Linked DNA regions of Sus scrofa: region 1 is linked to region 2. Evidence: chromatin contacts called from public HiChIP or PLAC-seq data. All regions are on one chromosome and are shown on one strand. The core of a region is the stretch at or near the end of the contact, and the rest is flanking DNA. Distances in the headings are between cores, read along the strand shown. Region 1 holds the start of SUSD1 (sushi domain-containing protein 1). Region 2 overlaps SUSD1 (sushi domain-containing protein 1).

Evidence for each region. HiChIP or PLAC-seq counts read pairs in DNA pulled down with a chosen protein or histone mark.
Region 1: a contact with region 2 is called in an H3K27ac HiChIP or PLAC-seq map of alveolar macrophages. The contact joins the promoter of SUSD1 here to the enhancer-like site in region 2. A contact is called at or near these places in 2 of 5 promoter capture datasets (fetal liver and liver), 9 of 47 Hi-C or Micro-C datasets (blood, embryonic fibroblasts, liver and 1 more) and 2 of 2 datasets of contacts at active chromatin or transcription factors (alveolar macrophages and skeletal muscle).

Annotation. Positions count from the first base shown.
Region 1 is chr1:252,953,410-252,959,271 of Sscrofa11.1, forward strand. It overlaps SUSD1 (sushi domain-containing protein 1), which reads right to left and starts at 3,104. Exons shown (of 16, transcript XR_002337296.1): 1 at 2,581-3,104.
Region 2 is chr1:252,904,922-252,910,730 of Sscrofa11.1, forward strand. SUSD1 (sushi domain-containing protein 1) reads right to left here. Exons shown (of 16, transcript XR_002337296.1): 6 at 5,497-5,676. Among named protein-coding and RNA genes, the nearest start is that of SUSD1, 49 kb to the right of the region's middle. Within about 2 kb of position 1,515, at least 25 of the 83 cell types and tissues checked have an H3K27ac peak or open chromatin away from gene starts, as enhancers often do. A contact at or near this core is called in alveolar macrophages, fetal liver, liver and 1 more, where this site is marked.

The DNA.
Region 1 (5,862 bases), core at 1,854-4,353, 50 kb after region 2:
CAAACCCAAAGCCTTGTTCTCAACCTCTACTCTCTTGGCTCCCCTTCCCCTGGTTTCCTTGATGCTCTACTAGCCCAGTCCTCCTCTGACCTATGTGGCCATGGCTCTTTATCCTCTACTTGCACCTACCATCTGAACATGGTCTTTCCAAGAAATCTGTCCTTGTTCCTCATACTCATGAACCTCAAGGCTTCAAGTGACAATCAAGTCTCCATCATTTGCACACACTTCTTGTCCATAGTCTCAACTCCCTGTTGATTTCATTTCTGCAAAAGTCCTAACAGCAGTTCAACAGCAGGATCTCCAAAACAACTAGTCATTTTTCTTCCCAAATCTTTTTTTCTGCTCCTCTAGAACCATCTACCCAAGTCATCCTTCAGCCCCAAACCCTTAGGGTTCCATCTTCCCTCTTCCGTTTCCTTGCACCTTAATATCTGTCATTAAGTCCTTCTAATCCATTTCTACCTTATCATCTACATGCAGCCCTTAGGTCCTTCTGCCAAGCCTCAGAACTTCAAGAAGAGATATTACAACTTCCTCAATGGCCCCTAAGCCTCTAGTCAGTCCCCACATTGCGTCCACTGCAAGGAAACGTGCCTCTAATCAAACCAGATTCTCCATGGTTGTAAATGGTGGGAGGATGCCTACATGGGGAGAGGAGGCTCAGCCAGGCAACCCTGGCTTCCATTTCCCAAAATTCACCCCATAGCATTTAAGCAGGTGCAGATGGGTGACCCTAGGCAGTTACTTTGTTCAACCACCTTAGCCCAGCAAGTCAGTGAGACCACAGTGGACAGTTTCCTAGGCTACAGTCTTAACACAAAGATTTTGAAATAGGCTCCAAGTGTCTACAAGATTTTAAGCACAGCCATGGGAGACCGAGTTAGAGAAGGAAGTTAGATCATCAGAGCATCTGATGTACTGGCTGCTCTAGAAGGTTCAGCCATCAAAAGAACTACCTGCCAGTGATGGTAAAATTTCCGAGCTGAAGAGAATTGGGGGGAACAGCAGTCTGAGCCACAAAGTCCCCCCATAGCTCCCTCCATGAAATTTGCCATCTACTACGGGATGAGTACTTGGTCTTATCAAGGAAGCTGGAGAGCTTTCTTATAACCACTTTCTGGGATAACTCCCTGTACTAAAACTTGCAGTGACTTCCCGTGGCTACTCACTGCCCAGAAACAGTGAGATCTAAATGCCTTGATCTGCCAATCACAGCATTCTGCCTTCTGGTTAATTCCAATCTGCTTTTCTGCCCTCATTTCCCTTTCATTCCTACATACCCATCAAACTGAACCACAGGCCCATGCTTTGGTGCCTCCGCGTGCTTCCTCACTTTGTCCCCTCCATCTGGAATTCATTCATTCTACACATATTTGTGGAGAGCTGACTGTGCCCTCTGCTATGAGCTAGAATTCCGTTCCTCATCTTCCCATATCCAAATATTACCAATCCTTGCTAGCCCAGTTCAAGGGTCACCACATTCATGAGGCCACCAGACTCCCTGAGTTAGATGTAGCCTTTCCCTCCTGTGACCACCCACCTTCTCAGAGCACTTCTGGCATTCTGCCCTTATCACAGTTATTCAAGTAAATGCCACCTCCCCTCCATGTCTAAATCCTCCGTGTAACTCCTACCACATTCCACACTGCATTCTGCAGGGGGCATTAAAAACTACATCAAGGAGTTCCCCTGGTAGCTCAGTGGTTAACAAACCTGACAAGCATCCATGAGGACGCGGGTTCGATCCCTGGCCTTGCTCAGTGGGTTAAGGATCTGGTCATAAGGCCACCTGTGGTGTAGGTCACAGACGCTGCTCGGATCCCTGCGTTGCTGTGGCTGTGGCGTAGGTCGGCAGCTACAGCTGGGATTCGACCCCCAGTCTGGGAATCTCCATATGCCACGGGTGCGGTCCTAAAAAGAGGGAAAAAAAAAAAAAAAATACGTCAACTGCCAGGAAATGGATTATTTGCTTGTCTGTTTTCCCCAGAATAGGGCCAGCACCGCGACCTCACATCCCTCACACAGAAACTATTCAAGGATCATTCATCTGTTGAATACATGAACTAATTAATGAATGCTTTATTCCCCTAAAGTTCCTTACACTTCTTTCTCACCATATTAGCATCTGGTTCTTCATCAAAGGTAAAAACTTAAAAGGTAGAAAGAAAATTGCTTCGGGTCAAGAATTTGTCCCTCAAAGCCACAGCGGGGCCGGAAGCGTGACAGTGCAAGCGGAACGCCCTTCCACGCCCTCGCTGAGTGGGTGCGGCTCTCCCGGGGCCCCCAGCTCGCGCCCAGCCCCAGTTCGCGCCAGGTCCTCCCGGGGCAGCAGGCCGGGCCGCCGCGCCCTTGTCGTCCACAGTGGCCCCGAGGCCCCGGGACGGGGGCGGGGAAGTCGCCCGGGAGGCCCTCCCGCTTGTCGGAGCCCCGCCCTCTCGATCCCCGACCTGCGCCCCAAGCCCAGGCTCCAAGCCCGCCCAGCCCAGGGGCGGAGGAGCGTCCGGGGCGCGCCCGGCTGGGTCTGGGGCCAGGCCGAGGGCGCCCCCGGCGCCGCGCGCGCTCCCTGTCAGCACTCACCGTCTGCGCCGGGCGTCCGGGGCGCGCCGCGGGCCAGGCAGAGCAGCAGCAGCAGCAGCAGGAGCGACAGCAGGCGGCCAGGCGGGAAGCCCGCGCCCCGGGGCCCCCGGGCCATACCACCGCCACTTCCCACCCCGCGCGCCCGCGACTCCTCCTGCGGCCCGGAGGCGCCGAGATAAGGCGGCGGGCGCCCCGGGGAGGGGGACGGGCGGGCCGCTTCCGGCGCCGCGTGGGGGAGCGGAGGGCGCCGCGGGGTCCCGGGGGTGGGGGTGGGGGTGGGGGGCGGCGACTGCGAGTGCGGCCTTCCTACCCCCACCAAGGCTGCGCGCCGGGGGAACGCTCGTTCGGCTCCCTCACTCCTACACCCGGCGGCAGTGCACCTGCTGCGCGTCTGGCGCGCTGGGGGCCCGGGGACACCCGGCAGGTCCAGCCTAATGACACAGCTGAATATAGAGTCCCGGACTGTGCTAGGAGGAGATGTCCCGAACTCTAAGCGTGCGGAACGATCGAGGGATCCCAGCCGGTCGGGGGCTCAGGGAGGTACCCCCTGGGGGGCAAACGAAGAGAGGTGAGGGGCAGAAAGAGGAGGAATTTTCCAGGAGCTGATAGAGAACTAAGGTGAAGTGTCTGGAGCTACAAGAGCAAAGTGAGAGGGCGAGAAGCTGCCGGTCCAGGCCACCCAGGGGCGACAGGCACGACCAAGCGACAAGACTGTCAGAGGCGACAGAGCTGGCAGGAGTTCCTGCTGCTCAGAGGCCACTGAGCTTGGGGACTCAGGGAGGCCTTAGGAACAAGTAAGCGAAGACCTGAGGGTGAGAAGAGCAGGAGAGGAATCTAAGCGGTGAAAGGCGATTCTAGAAATGGGGAGCAGGACCTCCTCAAAGTGCGAAGGACCCTTGGAGAGAGGCAGTGAGCTGTGGAAATAAAGACCTCATGTACCAAGTAAAGGAGGTTGCGGAGAAGCTGTCACGGGGCTTTAAGCAGAGTGACCTCATCAGAAAAGGCTCCCAGGGTCCACTGTGTGGGATCGGGTTTGGGTTGGGGAGGCAGGGGGTCGGCCTGGAGCTGCTGCAGAGATCCAGGCAAGGGAGCACTTGTCTGGGAGCAGGGCACTGGCCATGAGTGGGAAGAGAAGTGACAAATGAGAGTGGTACTGGGTGGACTCCACTGGCTTTTATGACCAGTAGAATGTGGTAGACAAGGAAGGAGAAATTACAGATGTCACCTAAACGTTTGATTTGGGCAACTGGGTTGATGGTGAAATAGTCACTGAAATAGAAACACAAAGGGGGTAGGGAGAGGCTGCAAGGGGAAGAAAAATAAGTTCCAGGTTGAAGGCTTTCAGCTTGGGATGTCTTGGGGATCCCTCAAAACAGGGCCCCCCACTGCTTCACTCCCATCCTCACTTGCTTTCTCTCTGTGCCACCCACCCCCCTGCTCTAACCCTAACCACCCATGAACACACCCATATAAGGGCTAAACTTGTTGTGCAGCCTTAAAAAGAAGTAGTTAAAAATAAAATTCCTAAGCCCTTTTGCAGCAGGTTTCTTGCTAATTGTTTTTTGCTCAGCAAAGATAGGAGCCTGCTTAGGGGAGCAGGAGATAGACAGTTCCAGGACTGCAGCCTGTCTCCTAGTATTTAGACAGTTTTTGGTTAACCTTCATGAACTTTGAAATAATGTAATTGTTTCAACAAAAATACATTCATTTAAGACATTGTTAGGGTTCTCTTGTGGCGCAGTGGGTTAAGGATCCACCTTGGTCACTGCTCACTGCTCTGGAAAGAGTTTGATCCCTAACCCAGGAACTTCCACATGCACTGGGCACAGTCCAAAAAAAAAAAAAAAAAAAAGACATTTTTAAGCCCACCTATATACCTCTCCTTCTCTGCCTTGCCTCCCTGCAGAATCAATTAATTGATTAAAATAAGTATATAAATATGTACATGTACATATATTATTTGTTTTTATTGTTATTTCCCCAATACAATTTTTTTTCTATGGTACAGCATGGCAACTCAGTTACATATACATGTACACATTCTATTTTCGTACATTACCATGCTCCATGCCGTGGTTTGGGTCAATGCTGAGGCGCAGGTTCGATTCCTGGCCTGGGAACTTCAGCCATAGATAGATAGATAAATAAATAAATAAATAAATAAATATTAAAAAATAAAATCGATGATGTCAGGGAAAAATATCCCCAAACTGGAAATGGGCAAAAGAGACTACTGGTTGTCCTTTCAGTTGTGTAGTAGCCCTTCTGGAGATTATCTGATTCTACAGGGTCCTGCACCTTTGATAGACTTTCTATTGAACAGGCTATTTATAACTCTATAGAGGTAAAGCTAATTTGCAGAAAGTTGATGGTAATGAAAAAAATGCTTGTCCATAGCAATGGAAATTAATTTTTCCAGTACCGATAATGGTGATTTCTGCTGGGTAAAAGTAAGATAAACCTAATTAGATTTTGTCTTATGTGATATTAACCAGGTAACCAGGTTTGCATCTATTAGCAAATTCATTTTTTCATTCTTAACTGATATATAAAAACATATGTACACGTTATATTGTATAGCTGTTTTTTTGTTATTGTTTTGTTTGTTTGTTTGTCTTTTTGCCTTTTCTAGGGCTGCTCCCGCGACATATGGAGGTTCCCAGGCTAGGGGTCGAATCGGAGCTGCAGCCCCTGGCCTACGCCAGAGCCACAGCAACGCGGGATCCGAACCACATCTGCGACCTACACCTCAGCTCAGGGCAATGCTGGATCCTTAACCCACTGAGCAAGGCCAGGGATCAAACCCTCAACCTCATGGTACCTAGTTGGATTCGTTAACCACTGCGCCACGACGGGAACTCCTATACATCTGTTCTTTAAATTGTCCTTTGAACCTTATTACTAGTTCTCCTCTGAAATCAACATTTTGCTGAGTCCCTCATGAATTAATCAGTTGAAAAAATCTTAGGTTTGCACGAACCATGTTTTTAATATTTTGAAAATTTTACATTCGTATGATCCATGAGACTCATATTCTACATTAGGTTCTGTGACTACATCAGTTTTTTTTTATTGGCTCATTTTTTGCTTTCAAACTAATTTTTTTTGTTTAAAAAAAAAATCACCTCCTACCCAATGGTGAGTTCATGGAATCACAGAAGGAAAAAATTATCTCCTCATCAATATTTGTCACTAGAATCAAAAGGGAGTATTGAACCAGTATTAAATTTGGAGCAGTGGTGGATTTCTCATTGCGGCGCAGTAGAAACGAATCCAATTAGG
Region 2 (5,809 bases), core at 265-2,764:
AGATCCTGAGTTGCTATGGCTGTGGCTAGGCTGGCAGCTACCGCTCCGATTCAACCCCTAGCCTGGGAACTTTCCCTATGCTGCAGGTGCAGCCCTAGAAAAAAAAAAAAAAAAAAAGAATGAAATAATGCCATTTGCAGCAACATGGATGGACCTAGAGATTATCATACTAAGTGAAGTAAGTCAGAAAGAGACAGACAAATACCATATGATATCACATATATGTGGGATCTAAAATATGATACAAATAACTTATTTCCAAAAAAGAAAGAGATTCACAGACATAGAAAACAAACTTACAGTTACCAAAATGGAAAGGAGGCAGAGAAGGGATAAGTTGGGAGTCTGGGGTTAGTAAATACAAAATACTACACATAAAATAGATAAACAACAAGGTCCTACTGTATAGCACAGGGAATTATATTCAATATCCTGTAATAAACCATAATCAAAAAGAATATGGAGTTCCTGTCGTGGCTCGAGTTGCTGTGACTGTGGTGTAGGCTGGCAATTCGACCCCTCTCCTGGGAACCCCCATGTGCCGTGAGTATGGCCCTAAAAAGACAAAAGAAAAGAAAAGAAAAAATATGAAAAAGAATATATATATATTCATACACATGTGAATGTATATATATATATATATGTATGTATAACTGAATCACTTTGCTGTACGCCAGAAACTAATACAACATATAAATCAACTATACTTTAATTTTTTTAAATGTTCTTAAATAAAGTTGTTTTAAGAAACTTATAAAATAAATAACTTTTTTGTTCTGGCAAACATTACCCGGGTGTTCTACAAATAATTCAAGCTCGGGGAACTCTGGTAAGCAAGAGATGGCAGGCTTGCCAGGCTTAAAGACCTGAATTCAAATTCTGGCTCTGCCGTTTGCCAGTTGCTCAATGACTCTGTGAAAGTTGCTTAACTTTTATGAGTCTCAGATTACTCAGCTCTGAAATGAAAATGACAGTAAGTACTTCACAGGGTTTTTCTGAGGACAAAGTGAAATCAAGCATCAAGCCTCTTAGCTGAGCCGTGGGCGTTTCAGTCAGTACCTGATCAATGGCAGCTATAATGCTTGACGTCTAAACATTATACACATATTCAAACAAATCCCAGCCATGTGGCTATTTGCATAAATGTGGGCATTTATTCTGGCTGACCTTTCTCTTCTATCTGAAATAGGTTTCGCTGCAAGTGATCACCCACTGAGCTGAAGAGGAAGATCAACAAGAAAAAAACCCAGAAGGGACAAAAGCTACCAGGAGATCTGGAGGCATTTGGACTCTGTGCCTGAGCCGGGTGAGGGGGCTCAGAAAGGATCCCAGCCGTCAAACAGTCTGTGTTTCAATACAGACGAGGTTCTTCTCAGAGCCTGCAGTGAGTGAGCGTCGACTTCATAATTATTAACTCAGATTCTAAACACAAAAAGCCAAATGACCTGTGCAGAATGAAAGCCAGGGACAGTCTTATCAAGAATGAATCAGTCTCTTTGATCTTGAGGTGAACCGACTCACTGAACATCAAGCTTCCACCTGGGGTTTTTCCAGACACTCAAGTAATTGCCTAATTCTTAGCTGTCTGGAGTTTCCAGTCTAAACCAGCCTTAAAAAAAAAAAAAAAAAAAAAAAAAAAAAAAAAAAAAAAACACCTTGCTGGAGTTCATACTCCATTAAAAACATATACATACCTGTGATACGAGGCCAAAGAAATTGGGACTCCAAAAATATTTTTAACTAAAAAACCCCATGTAACAAGAAGATAAATCATTTCACCCAATTTGGAACTCAACACTCAAGTAGTAAAAGGGGGTAGACAGAAGGAAAACAGAGGACTGGGGTAAAAGGCATTCAGAAGTTAGGCAGGACAGTAGAAGGCGGAGTTCCCATTGTGGCGTGGCAGAAACCCAAATCCAGCTAGGAACCATGAGGTTGCGCGTTCGATCCCTGACCTCGCTCAGTGGGTTAAGGATCCGGCGTTGCCCTGAGCTGTGGTGTAGGTCACAGACACGGCTCAGATCTGGCATTACTGTGGCTGTGGTGGGGGCCGGCAGCTGTAGCTCCTATTCGACCCCTAGCCTGGGAACCTCCGTATGCAGCGGGTGCAGCCCAAGAAAAGACAGACAGACAGTCAGACAGACAGACAGAAAGAAAGAAGAAAATGGGGGGAAAACCCAGAAGTGAACACTGAGGAACATAAATATAAAATGCGCAGAGAGCTGGAGAGAAAGAGAACTATGAAGAAATGGGTGAAAAACAGAAAAAAGAAGGAAGAGGCAGCTGAGCAAGAGCCCTGGTAATCCGCCTCTCTCACTACAGTTCCAGAAGCCTCTCCTACCTACCCACCCAACAATCGGATCATGTGCACTGTGCCATGAATTAATCAGCATGTAAATCACCTTCTTTAACGGCGGAAATTGAATTTAGCTGCCAATCTTGATTGAGGGCATAGAGGCCTCGTCACAGAAAGATCACAGCTCTCAAGGAGAATGCCTTTTTTCTCCTTAAATCAAAGCTTGCATAAGCCCGTGGAAACAGCTGCAGCTGGAGCCACAGACGTTGTGAAAGGTGGCAGGCGGAGGTCGGTAATTATAATTAGCGGTTACATAACATGTTTGTTCTTCAAAGTGCTCTACAAGCATCAGCTAATTAATAGCTTACTCTGCCCCATGCAGATCCCCTGGTTGTTCACGGAGTGACGGACTAATCCTGGTACCCCCATCGTTCTGAATGATGAAGGCACAGCAGCTTGAGCCATGAAGCAAATGCCTGAGGGTTCAGAAGCGATGCCCTGCTCTCCCACCAAATGTTGAATTCAGCAACCCATGAGGCAGCTGCCTCACTTCCTCCAAATACCTCTCAGAGGCGCAAGAACAGTTTGATCCACTATCCGTCTGGTTCAAAATGGCACTGGCTCTTCTCCATTTCCCCCATTATAAAGACTGGGACTTGGGCATCCTTCCGGTTAGTTACGGGTTTGCCCTTGCTTCTCTATGCAAGTTGGACAAGTCATTCTCTGTGCAAGTTGGACAAGTCAATGGACCTAAGAGATAGTCAAACTGGATCTCACTCCAGGTCCAGAAGCCTCTCCTACTACCCACCCAGCAATCGGGTCACGTGCACTGCACTATGTCCACACTTTGTTTCTATGATTGCAATCTCTCGCCTACATCCTGTTGCCTTTGTGGTGGAGATAACTGAATGTGGGAAGAGCTTGGCACAGACAGCAGCTGAGCTGAGTCTGTCATCCACTCCAGAGATGCTTTACCCCGGGACTTCACAGGTTCATAAATACCTTGAATTTGTAAAATATTACACGTATGTGTGCATGTGCCTTTCTTTGCAGAAAAGTCTCTTGAGCCCATTGCCCCGTAAATTCCAAGAAGGTAGTGTCCGGTGAAGTACCTCATACACAGCATATGCTGAATAAATATCTATTGATGAAATGGATAGATTTCATCAAATTCCTACCCCCCAAATGGCCATGAACCATCCCCTCTTGGCCAAATAATCACCAGGAGTCCATGCATTGTGTTTGCTCCAGCTAGATCTTCCTGTGGAAAACTTTGATCGGCAAGACCAAAAACGCTCTTTCATAATTCTGCTACAAGCCACAGACCCAGACCAAAGCCCCCTTGAGATTTTACTCTTCAGGGATCTGTCTTCAGAGCCAAGCAAGTCAATATCTGGAAATAAATCCCCAGAGGCATTCGAGACCAGGTGACGACCACTTGTCACACCCCTGGCCAATCATCACAAACATAAGAATCATTGCCTTTTCCCACCTTGGTTCTTGGACGCGGAGATGTGAAATAAAACATGTGGAGGTGCACACTTGTGACTCACAAGAACATCCTCTCAAGCAAAATAATTTCAGTGAAAGAATCTGACTAGCATCCATGAGGATGCAGGTTCGATCCTTGGCCTTGCTCCGTGCGTTAAGGATCCGGCATTGTCATGAGCTGTGGTGTAGCTCGCAGATTCGGCTCGGATCTGGCGTGGCTGAGGCTGTGGTGTAAGCCAGCAGCTACAGCTCTGATCCCCTCTCCTGGGCACTTCCATGTGCCATGGGTGCAGCCCTAAAATAAAAAACAAACCAAAAAACCTAAAATGTGCACAGTGCTTTAAGCTTTTCAAAATGCTCCCCATAGATTATCTCATGTGATTCTCTCTCAACAACTAAGTAGGAAAAGCAGACTTTATTTTCACCGTTTTATAGATGAGGAAACTGAGGCACTGGAAGAATAATGCCTTGCCTGGTGCCACACAGCTAGCACATGGAACTGCTAGAATTTGACGTCTCAAAACTCCTTTTCACCCAGTAATGGCATTTGTGGGTATATAGCCAAAAGAATTGAAAGCAGGGTCTCAAAGAGATATTTGTAAGCCCAGGCTCATAGCAGCATTATTCACAATAACCAAAAGGTGGAAGTAACATAACTGTCCATCAATGGATGAATGGATAAGCAAAATGTGGTATATACACAGCAGAATAGTATGCAGCCATGAAAAGAAGGAAATCCCCCCATCTGTGACAATGTAAACCTGGAGTACACATTAAGTGAAATAAACCAGTCACAAAAAGACAAACACTACATAATTATGCTTACATGAGGTCAATCAGTCAAACTCCTAGAGGAATTCCCGTTGTGGCTCAGTGGAAATAAACCCAACTAGTATCCGTGAGGATGCAGGTTCCAGCCCCGGCCCCACTCAGTGGGTTAAGGATCTGGTGTTGCCGTGAGCTGTAGGTTGCAGACGTGGCTCAGATCTAGCGTTGCTGTGACTGCGGTGGAAGCTGGCAACTATAGTTCCCATTCGACCCTTAGCCTGGGAACTTGCATATGCCACATCTGCGGCCCTAGAAGAAAACAAACACGCACATGCACACACACACACAAAAACCCTCACAGAAACAGAAAGCAGAACGGTGGTGCCAGAAGCTGTGGGGAGGGGAAAGTAGGGAGTTACTGTCTAACAGTTTCAGTTTTTCAAGATGAAAAAGTTCTGGCGACAGGCTGCACAACATGAACCTACTTCACACTGCAAAATCATTGAGATGGTAGATTTTATGTCATGTATAGTTTACCATGATCAAAAATAAACATGACAAAATCTTGCTATACATTATACCATCTTTCCTCTGAAAAACTGTCAACATGTGCTAAATTAGGACTTGTAAGTATGCCCCCTTGAGAATATGAGTCATGGAGAAAAATTTCTCAGCCCACCAAGCGGAAGAGACAGGAATCACTGTGATTTAAGGTGAGTTTCAAAAGATGGATACATAAAACTTTCGATCCAACTTATTTTCCCAATCCACCCTGTAAATCTTGAGGATTTAGCTGACAAACCCAAAGCCAGGTGCCTGCCCAGGTAAATGGCACAGCCAGGCACAGTACACAGAGTGAGCAATCCAAGTCTTTAGGCTGTATGCTCCCGCTGGCTGTTTTGCTTCCAGGAGCCAGAAGCCCTGCAGAATGGAGTCTATACCTGTACACGTGAAAGCACTTGCTCTCCAGGTGCCTTTCCCTGTGCAAACGGAAGTGATCTTTCCTCCAGAGCTCTCAAAGCCCTCTTGACAGACGTAGTGAGCCACACCACCCAGGCTGGAGCTGTGATTGCCCACCAGGACCGCGTGCGGCACTTCCGGAGGGCGCCCACAGTTGATCTCTGCAATGGGAAGTAGCACAGCACTAGTTATGACCCAGGACGTCTACCCCATTTTTCATCTTTTGCAAATAAACAGTTAGTAATGATACAGTCCAGTCAATGGGAAAAGAGAAAACACTAACCCCATCAAATA